Regions from separate parts of the Mus musculus genome. Here all the other regions are linked to region 3. Evidence: chromatin contacts called from public HiChIP or PLAC-seq and Micro-C data. All regions are on one chromosome and are shown on one strand. Each heading gives the region's core, a stretch centred on a gene start, on an enhancer-like site or on the middle of the called end of the contact. The rest is flanking DNA. Distances are from core to core; before and after follow the strand shown.

The links. Hi-C and Micro-C count contacts between places; a contact is called where the count stands out from the background. HiChIP or PLAC-seq counts read pairs in DNA pulled down with a chosen protein or histone mark.
Region 1: an H3K4me3 HiChIP or PLAC-seq map of embryonic forebrain shows a contact between it and region 3, with 5 times the contacts expected there. The contact joins the enhancer-like site here to the promoter of Rfx4 in region 3. A contact is called at or near these places in 5 of 39 promoter capture datasets (the 3T3-L1 cell line, cranial neural crest, hippocampal neurons and 2 more), 2 of 484 Hi-C or Micro-C datasets (B cells and neural progenitor cells), 9 of 115 datasets of contacts at active chromatin or transcription factors (cardiomyocytes, embryonic forebrain, embryonic hindbrain and 5 more) and 2 of 9 other capture datasets (embryonic stem cells and liver).
Region 2: a contact with region 3 is called in a Micro-C map of embryonic stem cells, with 2.2 times the contacts expected there. The contact joins the promoter of Ric8b here to the promoter of Rfx4 in region 3. A contact is called at or near these places in 22 of 39 promoter capture datasets (the 3T3-L1 cell line, the C10 cell line, the HPC-7 cell line and 14 more), 9 of 484 Hi-C or Micro-C datasets (B cells, embryonic stem cells and neural progenitor cells), 18 of 115 datasets of contacts at active chromatin or transcription factors (astrocytes, embryonic forebrain, embryonic hindbrain and 6 more) and 3 of 9 other capture datasets (adipose tissue, embryonic stem cells and liver).
Region 4: a Micro-C map of embryonic stem cells shows a contact between it and region 3, with 1.9 times the contacts expected there. The contact joins the promoter of E230014E18Rik here to the promoter of Rfx4 in region 3. A contact is called at or near these places in 4 of 39 promoter capture datasets (cranial neural crest, liver and pre-B cells), 3 of 484 Hi-C or Micro-C datasets (embryonic stem cells and nephron progenitors), 1 of 115 datasets of contacts at active chromatin or transcription factors (embryonic stem cells) and 2 of 9 other capture datasets (adipose tissue and pancreatic islet).

Annotation. Positions count from the first base shown.
Region 1 is chr10:84,967,123-84,970,353 of GRCm38.p6, reverse strand. It overlaps Ric8b (RIC8 guanine nucleotide exchange factor B), which reads right to left. Exons shown (of 10, transcript NM_183172.2): 5 at 263-491. Among named protein-coding and RNA genes, the nearest start is that of Gm34633, 35 kb to the left of the region's middle. Within about 2 kb of position 1,348, at least 30 of the 459 cell types and tissues checked have an H3K27ac peak or open chromatin away from gene starts, as enhancers often do. A contact at or near this core is called in cardiomyocytes, embryonic forebrain and neural progenitor cells, where this site is marked.
Region 2 is chr10:84,916,320-84,919,518 of GRCm38.p6, reverse strand. It overlaps Ric8b (RIC8 guanine nucleotide exchange factor B), which reads right to left and starts at 1,906. Exons shown (of 10, transcript NM_183172.2): 1 at 1,694-1,906. The coding sequence starts at 1,777.
Region 3 is chr10:84,753,871-84,757,323 of GRCm38.p6, reverse strand. Rfx4 (regulatory factor X, 4 (influences HLA class II expression)) reads right to left here and starts at 1,276. Exons shown (of 18, transcript NM_001024918.1): 1 at 811-1,276. The coding sequence starts at 853.
Region 4 is chr10:84,516,361-84,519,441 of GRCm38.p6, reverse strand. E230014E18Rik (a long non-coding RNA gene) reads right to left here and starts at 1,739. Exons shown (of 2, transcript XR_003948929.1): 1 at 1,353-1,739. It overlaps Gm34405 (a long non-coding RNA gene), which reads left to right and starts at 1,780. Exons shown (of 4, transcript XR_380642.4): 1 at 1,780-3,081.

The DNA.
Region 1 (3,231 bases), core at 99-2,598, 210 kb before region 3:
TTAGTTTTTACTTCTGACATTTACAGGGCAGCTAATTTTTCCTTTACTTTCAGACATTAGTTATAAATTTGGTGTAAAATACAATTTGAACATTACATAAATTCCTTGGTTTCTTCCAATGTGTCATTATCATGGTAATGTTCTTGGAGAAGTAGAACTATATAGCATGCCAAGCACCAAGGACAAGCTGTGCGCTCATGCTGTGTCATCTCTATGCGGGGCACATAGGGCTTAGGTGCGCCTTCCCACTCCAGCAGCTTACCTTATCAATTCTCTTCTCCATAAAATTGAGTAAAACGTGAATGGCCTCCATATTCATGCCATTGTATACCATGGTACTGTTTTTCAAAGCTGTGTCTTTCTCCGTTGTTTTATCACTGGGCAGTTCATCTAGAGTTGCTGCCTCTTGGGCTGTTTCTTCATGGGTTAATGGACAAATGAGAACATCCAAACAAGAGACTGGAACATTGCTTAAAAGGTTGACGGCATTACTGAAAGGCAATTTGAAAATACAATTATTTTAATTTGAGTGAATAGGCTTTTAAAATGCAAACATAATACAAAGTTCAGAGGTGACTTTTAGGAGTCAATTAAAATTTTTCTTTTTCAAACTGAGCCATTAATATGACTTGGCATTTACTAAAAGAAAAGAAAGACCTGTCTTAACCATACCCACGACAAAGTAAAAAGGAGCAATGGTAAACGGACAGACACAATGACAGGACAGCACGCCACCTTCTGAAACACTGAACAGGAATCAGGCAGCTGTAATGCCAGCTCTTTAATCTACTGTGACAATGGTGGCTCTGCATGCTCGTCAGGGCCTGAGCTGCTTTTGTGGGTCCAGTGCTGTTTATTGTCCCTCCGATTACAGCACCAAGCACTTGAGAAGCAATGTGATAAGCAGCTTATCACAGGCAACAACATTAAAGAGAAACACTACAGTATCAAGACTTGGGTTTTTTTTCTAATGTACAAAATACAATTTTTTATATTTCAAGGGAAAGCACAGTGCCCCCTTTCCTCTCTCACCGTTGGCTCTCACACTACTGTCCCATCTCTGTCCCAGGCCTTGTGACTTCCCTGGATTGTATAGGAGCCTGGGATGCACACCAGCAGGGGACCCAAACCTTGTATTTTGGCATTCCCTAAAAACCTTGTCCTAGCGCCCAGTATTCAAGAGGATAAAATGGTAGTAGAGATTCAGACCGAGGCATGTTTGCAAAGGAGATCTTTCTCCACATACCGTTTCACAGTTTTATCTGCCAGGAGAGGCAGTGTTCCTATGTGAGCTGATTTAATAGCCTGTACCCCAGGACTTCCTGGTAAACAACAATGGAAAGACAGGCATTACATTTCCTAGTGACACAGAAGCACGTCTAAAAATAACCACATCCTGACTAAAAATAAACCCTTGCAAATGTAGTTTAAAAGTATAACCGCCTGGAAACCAAAGTCAGGGCTTAATCCAGCCGATGCTGTCTTAATTCAGATCATAGCAATTTAAACGTAATTCATAGTGACATTCTAAAAAATAAAACAAAAAGAAAAACAATTTGAAGCATGGTTTTATTTCCCATGAATCAATATTTTATTCTCTTTATATTATGGAAAAAATTTTAAAAAATCATTTCTGAAAATCCGTTATAAATTAGACAGTACAGAAAATGAGTGACAATAAAGAGTGGTATGAACTGTGGGTCAGGAAACAAGTGAACTGTTGTTATGAACACATGGTCGCTGGTAAAGCCTAAGTTACGGTTGTCCTCACTGAAGCTGCTGTCAGTGCCACACACTCTCTGTCCTGTCATTTATGACTCTCAAAGGCAATTAAAGTACAACACTTTCCACACAAACTTTAGATTTCTTTTCTTGCAAGCTTCCAGGGTACCTAATTTATACTTTAAAATGGCTTGCTTCTCACTTAAGCATTTGGAAACTATTATTATTAGGAACCAGAGTCACTCGGGAGAAGAGAGAGGAAGAACTTTACCTAAGAATTACTCTCTAAACCGGTACAAGCCATTCCAAAATGCTATGATTTCCCCCTAAACACAAGACGGCCATCTCTGGAAAGCATCAGCAGTGTGACCCTCTGCATCTATCCCAGACCAGGCTGAAGAGTTTGAGAGTCGCTCTATTACAAAGGGCTGGTTCTCCTTTACATCCACTTCCAGGAGGAATGTTTAGAAATTCAGCATATCTAGGAAGCCAAATGTAGAGCTGGAATCAACAAATATTTGGATGTTTAAGGCTTTTCTTCTCATTACCTATTGAACTCAGTTCTCAAACAGCTACAAAATTAATTTTCTGGCTCGCTGTGTTCGAGCTATTCTTTTTAAGCAGGAAGGTCAGCCTTCTGAGCTCTGTCATTCTCTGACAGTTTTATTTGTGGTAGAAGAGTACATGAGATTCTCCAGCTTCCAGAAGTCGGTGCCAATGCACAGGTTTGCACAATGGTGTTTGCATTCCTACTCCAGGGGGTAGAAATGCTGTGTATATTACTCTCCTTTCCAGTTCCCAGAGACCATTAATCACTGTGCTGTGACACCCCACCCCCCCAGCTCAGGCTCCCAGCCCCTCCTGATACGCAGAAGGCTTACCAGCTGTGGGGAGGGAGGACAACCTTAGATTTGGCCTTCCATCAACTGCTGAACTCAACAAACACTGACAGTGAGGTGCATGCTAGCGGCCCACACCAATCCGCAGCAAGCAATGAACCTTACAGTCACATAGACTTTCTTCCTATTGAGGCTTATGTGTATATTTTCAAGCCTGGAAAGAAAGCTAGCCAAATCTGGAGATCTTCAAAAGATTCTCCTGATCTCTTTCAGTTAATAAAAAAAAAGAAAGAAAGAAAGAAAGAAAGAAAGAAAAGCTTATTATTTTTTCTTTTGTGGGAAGAGCACCTAAGATCTAACCTTTTTACCAAGTGTTAAATATATGCTACAGTATTGCTAATGGTAGACTCTGCTGTACAGCAACAATAGATGATACCACTCCCCCACGCCTCCCTTCTAGGCCATCACTAGCATAGGACCTCACCCTCTAAGTGTCTCTAGTTTAGATTCCTTATTAAAAGAGGATCATGCATGTGCCTGGTTCATTTAACTTGTTAGCATCTTCTATATCTACATACGTTCTTGGGAGTTTTAGGACTTCCTTCTTTGTAAAGGTGGGATGCTGTTCTGTTACACGGTGGGATGCTGTTCTGTTACATGCACACACTTC
Region 2 (3,199 bases), core at 657-3,156, 160 kb before region 3:
AAAAAAAACATTAACAGTTAATAGAAGTTCATTCAACACAATAGCCAAACTATTATACTTCTCTTTGTAAATCAGCTTGAAGCTCCCCCATATCTTCTCTGGAAAGCAATAATAAATCAAGTTAAAAATAATACAATATACGCAGTATGTACACCTACGCATTAAATGAGTTTCTCCTAAATTAGGCAGATATGATCAACACTAAAGCCTATCAGGTGAAGGGGCTAAGACATGACTAGAGTACAGTCCGTGCATTCTACCTAAGAATGTATCACAGCAAAAAAAAGGCACTAGACTTAGAGTTGGAGAGCTAGACTCAACTCTCAGTCTTATTTTTCATTGGGTATGTGACTTTGGGAAGACATTATTATCCTGAGTGTTACTCTCTGTGAAATGAGGAATATCCTCCTCACTGTCCTCACTAGATTGCTGGGAAGATTAAGTGGGTATGAAGGTTCTTTTAAAACAAGAAGTATGTCTCTTCTGGAGGTATTTTCTACTAAGCGCAGAAATGGGCATACAGGCAGTTCACTGATACAAAATATATGAGAGCGGAGTAGTAGGCACAGAAGAGAAGGTCCACAGGGGCATACAGCCATGTTTCTTTCAGAGAGGGCTGATAAATAGGCAGGGGAAAGGAACAGTAAGGTACCTGTTAGGTATATGGTGTAACTTGGTGATGGATGGGTCTTCAGAGAAGAGAGTCATACAAGTCTCCCAAACAGCCTAAAGGTGTTAGGTAGGCTACTTATTAAAGCAAACATGAGAAACTGCTGAAAGGAAAAGGAAGATCTAATGGTACTTGGAGAGAGAGCTCCTCCAGAGATGAAAGTGGTATTAATAATAAGATACCGATCACTGTAGCAAAAGACCAGTGAATGGATAGTTTGAAAACCTAGGTGGGAAGGCTCTGGCTCCCAGGAATGACCTTGGGCTAGTTACTTAGCCCATCTGGAGGCTCCATTGCAAAACACAGATAATACCTCACAGGATTGCTGTCAAGATTAAATGAGATAATGAACAGAAAAGCTGTTAATGCGATACAAATAACAGGTATTATTAGGAGTTGGATTTTCTACCCACTTGCAACATATGTCCATGACCTTGGGGCGTGATTTCAGTTCTTTGCACCTCGGTTTCCTCATCTATGAAATGGGAAGGTTGATACCATCTACTTTATAAGCACTTGGAGGATATCAAAGGAGATCACATAAAAGACATCAATGCCTGGTAAACCATACAATGGTACAGGTACACAAAGACCTGCCATCGTTGCTGATATGTTTTGTGCATGACAAGGGCCGTGTTTATGCAGAGAAGCATGTATTTTCACACTATACAGGTGAGAAAGCCTCGCATGCATTTTATGCATCCAGGAACGGGGCACTGGGCAGCCGCGCATCTACAGATTCTGGGGGTGTGCCTTGCACGTTTAGGAAGAAGACCACAGGACAGGCTGCTGGGCCAGAAATCGGAGTGGGCATTATAGTGGAGGCAATGGGTAGATGCAGGATGAACGAGTGGGAAAGGCTGGGGGCACAAACACGCATGCCCAAGCCGGAAACGTTTTCGGGGGAGAGCAATGCGCATCCCCGGAATGAGGGGGATGGGGAGGATGCGAAGTGCAAGCCCCGAAGGCGGCCCGGGGGGAGGGGGGACAAGACAGCGAACGCCCGGGGCCAGAGTTCTTTACCTTGTCGCTGTAATCCCTCAGGACCCGCTCGATAGCCCCCGCCTCGCCGGCCCGGACGATGTAGAGGGCGCGCTCTTCATCCATGGCCGCAGGTGCGGGGGAGCCGCAGCCGCTGTGCGCGCCCCAGCCGCTGCCTCCCAGGTAAACGCCTCGCGCCCCCGCTACCTCGCTCCTTCCCAGCTTCCTTCCTTCCCTCCTTCCCTCCCTCCCTCCAGCCTCCAACCCGCCAGCCTCCGCCCGGGCAGGCCCTACGTCACCGCCCCTCAACTTTCACCCCGCGACGTCACCGCTCCCCCAGCAACCGGCGCCCGGAGGCCTCCCCTGACAAGGCCCGGGGCTTGGTGGAGGCCTGAGGAGCCACCAGAGACTGAGTCAGGCCCAGGCCCTGCCTACTCCCCTAGGTCTGCCAGCCTTGGGGAAGAGTTGGGCTTCGCAGCGGGCTTCCACGAGCAGAACTGTCTCTCCTAACACTCTATGAATCATTCCCCCATAGCGGACGAGAACTGGCGGGCTGTTCCCCGCCCATCTGCGAGCCTACCGCTTCTACACTACAATTCCCGACATGCAATGGGCTCATCCCACGCTGTCATCTGAGTTATTAGTGAACTGAATAGCATGCCGGAATTGGTAGTCATCCAGTGCAAAAGACTTCCCTCTTTCCAGAGGGCATGCTGGAAAATGTAGTTCCCTAAAGGCCGGAAACCAGAATCCTGCGACCGCTGGAGGCCAGAGGCGGAGGGACCCTTCGTTGGTGGGAGGGTCTAAACTGGGGTTTAACTGGGTTTTTTGTTTTTGGGTTTTTTTTTTTTTTTTTTTGGTTTTTATTTTTTTCTTTTTTCTGACCTGCACTTAGACGCGGCTGGTTGGACTTACTGACGATGGCGAAACGGCCGACCCTTGGTAGTGGCTGTCAGCGCCAGGTTGAGTTCCCTCTATGCTCAGTTAGCGGTTTCCGTCTCTGGAATGCTCACCCTCCTCACCCGGTTGCAGTCCTGTTATGCACTAGGCTACAGCAACATGGGAAATTGAACACAGTTCTTTGTGGAACCCTAAGGAATCACAACAGATAAAGAAATTTGGAGAGATCTATATATCTATATAGATATTATTTGGAGATAGATTATTAGATTATGTATATATAATTTTATATTATATGTATGTATATGTGTGTGTGTGTGTATGTACATATATACATATATATTTTATTTCTATTTTCCAGATGAAGAAATTGAAGCTCAGAATTAATGAGGCATACCTGGGATTTGAACCCAGGGAAATTAGCTCTGCACTTAGTAATTGAGAAAGTTGAGATTTGAATCCAGGTCGTTCCCAAAGATGTAAATATCACACAACCAGAGTATCCATGGAGTCAGTGGTGATGGAGGCACATATTCTCCAAGTGTTAGTTCTGTGCCAGCCACTTACATTTCATCTGGGTTCACTCAACATCTCAAAAAATTAAATATTTGAGAATTTGTGCATTGCTGGGCATTATCCAATACAGTG
Region 3 (3,453 bases), core at 27-2,526:
CTGGAGAAGATGCTGGGCATTTTCGTTGTAAGAGATTCCGTGTGTTCCCTTGTGAACCGTGGCGACCCTAGTGCCTGATGTCCACCACACAGCCCTCAAACTACAGGCCGGTTCACAAAACTCAGTGTCAGGCCTCTTCATATGTTCTGCATTCTGCTCCCCCCACCCCCCTTTTGCAAGGTTACAGCCTCACTGTGGAGAGGCTAGTGAGTCGCGTCTTCGCGGCCGGGAGACTACAGTCCTAGGGGCCCATCTCTCCTAGCCCAAAGCTACTAAAGCCCCAGGACCACCGGGTTCGCCGCCGCCACTCCCTCCCTGCAGCGAGATTCCAGAAGCAAGAGCCTCCAGTGCGCGGTGAGACGCGGTACGCCGTCGCCCTCCTCCGCCTTTGGAGCGTTCGGGGCCCTCACCCCAGATCCTAAGCATACCACTACCCTAGCCAAAGCCAGGGCCGCCGCCGGGTCCGGGCGGGGCGGCTTGCTCGCAAAGCTCTTGCAAGTAGCATAAACACCTCGAGCTCGCCGCGAGCCAGCGAGCATCTTTATGCAACTTTATGTCCAAGTGAAAGCGCGCGCCTCAGAGTGCGCGCACGCGCACACACGCATTTACACTCACACACACTTCCATGCATCCACTTACACACTTAGCGCTGGACCGAAAACTTCTGCACGCTCTCCTCCTCTCCTGGGATCCCACTGTCAGGTTGCCCCGCCTGAACTTTCTGCAACTCTTTCTGAAGTGACCCCCGCCCTGTCCCTTCTCCTTCCTCCCCCCTCCAATGACCCCCCTCCAAGTCCCACCAGGACTAACCTGTGGAATCCATGTCGGGTTCCTCCAGTAACCCACAATGCATGCTCTTCCCATGGACAGCACAGACGCCCCCCAAAAGTCCTGATATTTGGGGATCCCCTGTGCTAGAGATGCCCAGGGAGGAAGGGAGGGAAGAAATAAGGAAGGAAGGGATAGCGAGAGAGAGAGGGGGAGACGGTGGGTGAGAGGGCAAAAGGATAAAAGGGGAAAAGAAAGAACTAGTGGAAAGAAAAGAGGCGAAGAAGCGAGGGAAGGAAGGAAGCTAGAGCTGAAGGAGAGAGCGAGAGAGCGAGCGAGCGAGCGAGGGGACACTCAGTAATCCAGTCGGGCAAAGCCAAACCCGTCAAAATGTTTGCGGATGTTTCATGGGAAAAAACATCATTTTATAGGAGCCCCGATGGGAGCAATGTCATTGATAGGCCAGCGGGCCTGATGAATGGCCGCTCGTCAGATGGGGCCGTGGCGAGGCGCACTGTGAAGCCCATTGTGGGCCTGTTTTGAATAAGAAAAGCCGCCTCCGAAAAGGGGGGCTCAGAGCGACGCAATCCCAGCCCTCCGACTTCCCCCTTCTATTATAGCATTAGCAACGTTTTTCTTATTTAAAGTTCCAGAGGCCTTCTCCAGCCTTAGCCCGGCACTCATTATAGACGAAATCAAAATTGGCTTAGATCTGCCCCCCTCTTCAGTCCTCCCGCGCCCGGGCCCCGCGCGGTGCAGCCATGAAGGGGGGTGCAGAGGTACCCGAGCCCTAGGAGTCTCCTGTGCGTCCACGAGTGGGCCCGACTCCTTTTTTTCTCCCCTCGAGACACGTCCCGTTTTCGCCTTGAGTTAGATTTTGAGTAGGGGCCGGGGAGTAGTGCAGAGGGGGTATGTCTTGAGTTTCTTCCACGCAGATCCGCGGACGTGCGTGGGAGTAGAAGTTGAGGAAGGGGAAAGTGAAGCCTTAGGTTCCCATAACCAGTCTGAGGGACAAGAAGGCCGCTTGGCTGCGAGGGGGTGAGAGGCTGGCTTGCGTCAACCAGAACTTTTGTACCCCTTGTCTCTCGCCCCACGGGTCTCTCCAGGTCGGCGTGCCTCGCTGTCTCGCTCTCCGTTTCTCCCTTGGCAGCCAGTCTCTTTGTCTCTCCCTAGTTCTGCGTTCTCCCTGGGTCTCTGGGACCCTCACCCCCACCCCCACCCCCGCGCCTCTTCCCATAACCCTGTATGTCAGTCTGTCTGCGTCCGGGCCCCTCCCTCTTCCCATGTCCCCCGGCTCCCCCCTCTGCCACCCTCTCGGTCCCCCACAGCCAGCAACGGAGTTGGTGAGAAGCCCCGGCGTCAGAGCTGGGGATGAGGCTTTCCCAGGGACCCCTCCCCGGCGCAGTTGAAAGTGTGGGAGGGGGAGGGGGCCGGGGCCTGTGGACCGCAAGTGGAAAGTGGGGGTGGAGGGGGGGCTCCCGTGGCCCCGGGAAAGTGGCCGCTCGCGGGCCGGCCGCGCTGTGATTAGAATATGAATGGGCTCGGCGGGCGGAAGAGAAAGGCGGATTACCCCGCTGCTTTGACCATGGACAGAGGCAGCGCCAGCGGCGCAGGGGCGGATCGCCCGAGTCCCTCCCGCCGAGCCGGGTGCGCTTCTTGCCCGCGACCCCGGGCCTGCCCACCTCGGGCCTCCGGGTAGCCCCCCGAGCCGCGCCGAGTGGGACAATGGTGGGTGAGGGGCAAGGGACTAGCACGTGCCGAGTTAAGGTCACGAGATGCAGGGAAGGGGCAGCGCGGACGGGCAGAAGGGTTCGAATCCCGGCTCTGCAGATTCCTTCATCTTTTTTGGGCCTCAGCTTCCTTATCTGTGAAATGGGAGTAACGACGTTTCTCCCCCGTTGCTCTCCTCAGGCCCTACCGGGCCTCTGTGTGTTGCCCCTTCTTGCTCAAACTGCTGCTAAATTCCAACCCGGGTTATCTCTCTTATCTCTTATCTCTCTCACACAACTATCTATCTTGTGCCCAGAAGCCCTCGGCCACCAACCCCAGGCACACAGCTTTCCCTCTCTAGCAGTGGATGAAAAGCTTTAGCGGCCTAAGGGGATAAATACTACTATCTCCTCAACCCCGTGGGTTCCAAGTGAGAGATCAATGACTGCGTCTTTTTCTAGAAGCCTCACTGGCCCTGTGGACAAAATGCCAGGGTGCATGGTCAAAGGGGAGCTCTGCCAGGTGCATCCATTGACCTGTGGGGCAGAGGTGATCTGTAGAAGGCAGGTGAGAATTTTAGGCAGAAGGTGCTAGCATTGCACTCATTAGTAGTGTGTGTGTGTGTGTGTGTGTGTGTGTGTGTGCATGTGTGTGTGAGGAGGGTGGGTGATGGGCTGCCCTCACAAAGCAAGGGTGGCAGAAAAGGACCAGGAGAAAGGGGAGCAGTGAGTCAGCCCCTACCAGCTGGTGTTTGACAAATACAACTGAGGCTGCGCAGCAGGGCTTTCCTCATCCCTGCCCTGCTTAGCCTGAGAGCAGAGAGGTTCTCTGAGCTTATATTGGAGAGACACAGGAGGGAGAAGGCATGACGCTGATTGGTTTGTGTAGCGTGTTTGTCATATGATGGAGTGAACAAACATCAAAGACTGTCAAGAAGTGACACTGGAACTTAAAAATGGTGCCATCTTTCACTTC
Region 4 (3,081 bases), core at 490-2,989, 240 kb after region 3:
GAAGATTTATAAAAAAATCAGGCACTGGATATTAAATAATAATTGACCATGGGGCTGGAAAGTTAGTTCAGTGGTTAAGGGCACTGACCGTTAAAGATTTATTAACCTGCTCCTGGAAATATGCCACAAGCCTTGGATGACAGCGCCCACTGAATACATCCTTTTAGAATTGTTATATTTTGATGATTTATAATGATGTTACCTGTTTTGTTTGTGGTTCACTAAATACATAGTTTCAGAGTTGTAATGCTTGGATAACTTTTGTGCTTTACTGTGCCAAATGATTTTTTTTTGGTATCTGTGATTGTTTCATTGGATATAGTTTCTAAGAGATGTAATGTTTGGTTTTTTAATATATAAAATCCCCTGCTTGGGAGCTGCAAAATACACTCAGATTCAAACTGCCTCTATGTTTCTGTTTGTCACTGCCAAACTCTTACCCACCTAGCTTTGAGGACCCTCATTCCAGGGACCCCATACCCAAATGGGGTGGTCCATGGCAGGTGGTACCATTCCTGGCCTGGTAGCCCTGGGTTCTATAAGAAAGCAGGTTGACCTGGAACTCACTCTGTAGACCAGGCTGGCCTCGAACTCAGAAATCCACCTGCCTCTGCCTCCCAAGTGCTGGGATTAAAGGCATGCGCCACCACTGCCCAGCCAAGACTACACAGAGAAACCCTGTCTCAAAAAAGAAAAAGAAAAAGAAAAAGAAAAAGAAAAGAAAGAAAGGAAGAAAAAAAGAAAAGAAAGCAGGCTGAGCAAGCCATACAGAGCAAGCCAGTAAGCAGGACCCCTCCACGGCCCCTGCATCAGCTCCTGCCTCCAGGTTCCTGCCCTGTCTGAGTTCCTGCCCTCACTGCTTTTGACGATGTACAGTTGATACAGAACTGTGATTGAAATAAATCCTTTTCTTCCCATTTGCTTTTTGACCGTGGTGTTTTATCATAGCAATGCTCACCCTAACTAGGACACTCTCCCTTTCCACATCACGGGGGATAAAGCCTTAACACACCACCACCCTCTCTTCCCAGCCTCCTCTTTACCCCCATAACTGGGGATCGGAGGCTAATCACCAGCAGCCTGGTTCATGGCTCATGATACTGCGGAACACCACTCTGCTGCACATGAAGGAGACAGACAGCAAGACAGATGGAGTCCTGCCTTCACTGTAATCCTGGTCCAGTGGGGAAACAGGAAATGGCCGGAAGAAATGAAGACAGGTGTTTGTGCCTCACTGCCCTTCCTGTCTCTGGCTTGTCTTTGGGGACTCCCCCATAGATCACAAGCACAGCCTTTCCCAAGTGTCTGTCTGTCTGTCTGTGTCCCCTTCCCACTATATCTTCCATGCCTACCTCTGGCTGGCTCCTGCCATCAGCTCCTGGGGATCTCATGAGGCTGTTTTCCTCTGTTATGACATCTCCAGCATCTTCCTCCTTTCCTAATCAGACTGCTCCATCTCTGAACCTGAACCCTAAGCCGACTTGAATGCTCCACCCAGGACCCCACCCTCCAGGCTGCTGGTCGGAAAGCCTCTTCCCTCTGTGCTACAATGGCTTGCATGACTGCTTTCTTGCTGGATGGCACCCTCCGTGTTTGGGTCTTTCATCTCTGTATCTGCAGAGAAGTTACCATGCTTGGTTCTAGGAGGCGTACCAAGTAACTAACACTTCCTGAGTACTGAGTATGCACAGTCATTCTTCTAAAGGCTTTATGACAGCCACACAGGGAGGCACTATGTTTAGCAACCCACCCTGCCCCACCCTGCCCCGTTTCTTGATAGGTGAAGGCTCCAAGGAGGCTAAGTACTTTGTTCAGAACATTTCCTGGTCATAGTAAGTGGTGAACCAAGTCCCCCCCTCCCAATGATGTGCTATAAAAATGGAAGACTGAAAGCAAAACTCTATTCACCTATGTATTTTTCAGTTAGTGAGTACATCAGTGTCTAACTGTGCTGTGCTAAGCAAAGAACACTTGTATTTACTTAGAGCTCTATAAGAAAGCAGGCTGAGCTTACTTGGAGCTCTACGTGTGTGTGTGTGTCTGTGTGCATCTGACACATGTCCAGGCCTTCAGAGGTCCGAATAAGGTGTCAGATTCCCTGGAATTGGAGCTGTGGATAGTTGTGACCTGTCCAACATAGGTGCTGGCAATGGAACCTGGGTCCTCTGCAAGAGCAGCAAGTGTTCCTAACAGCCGAGCAGCCGAGCCATCTCTCCAGCCCTTAATTAACTCCATGACCCTTTTTGTATGTGAGGGAAATTTCCCAGTTAAAGGGTGTGTGATTGTGTGTGTGTGTGATTGTGTGTGTGTGTGTGTGTGTGTGTGTGTGTGTGGTGTTGCAGGATCTTACTATGCAGCCTCAGGCTGGTCTTGAACTAACAGTATTCTCCTGCCTCAGACTGGTCCTGGGATCAAAGGAGCATATCAAGACAGTTGGCCCTATGGTCACTTTTTGTAAGGAGAAGAAACACAGGGAGAAAACTCACGCATCAGACATACGATAGTGTAAATCAGAAAGCCCATGATAACCGACTCACCACCAGTCCCTGTGGGCCTGTAATCACGATCAATCAACGTGAATAATTCTGATAGGGACAGACCATGCAACAAACAGGCCTTGCATAGTAAAGATTAAAGGGGCTCAAATTAAACCTTCGTCTTTTTTTTTTCCCCAGATGGGGAGACAGCCTCAGAGAGAGGAAGTTGTTCACCCAAACTGCTCAGACCAACTGGTTCAGGAGACAAGACAGGGCCTTGTTCCTCCTCCCTGGTTACTTGTCTTGGCCCCGTGCCAGCCTAAGTAACGATTGGAAGCGCCGGGCAGCAAGTGAAGGATCAGAGCTGCTGCAAAAGGTGTGGCACTTCCTCTAGGCTGTGCCAGGCGAGCGTGTTGGTTCCTGACACCCTGAGCAAGGCCGATTGGGCAATGGGCCTGTGGTGAGGGCAGAGCCACCTGTGCTGGGGTACTTGGTCATGTTCTGTGGAAAGTGATGGTTGCACACTGGGTGCAGCTTCCCCTGTCTTAGGCCATGTGCTCGCATGGAGTCAGTCTTAGAAACACCGATATTTAGAAAGTTCCAA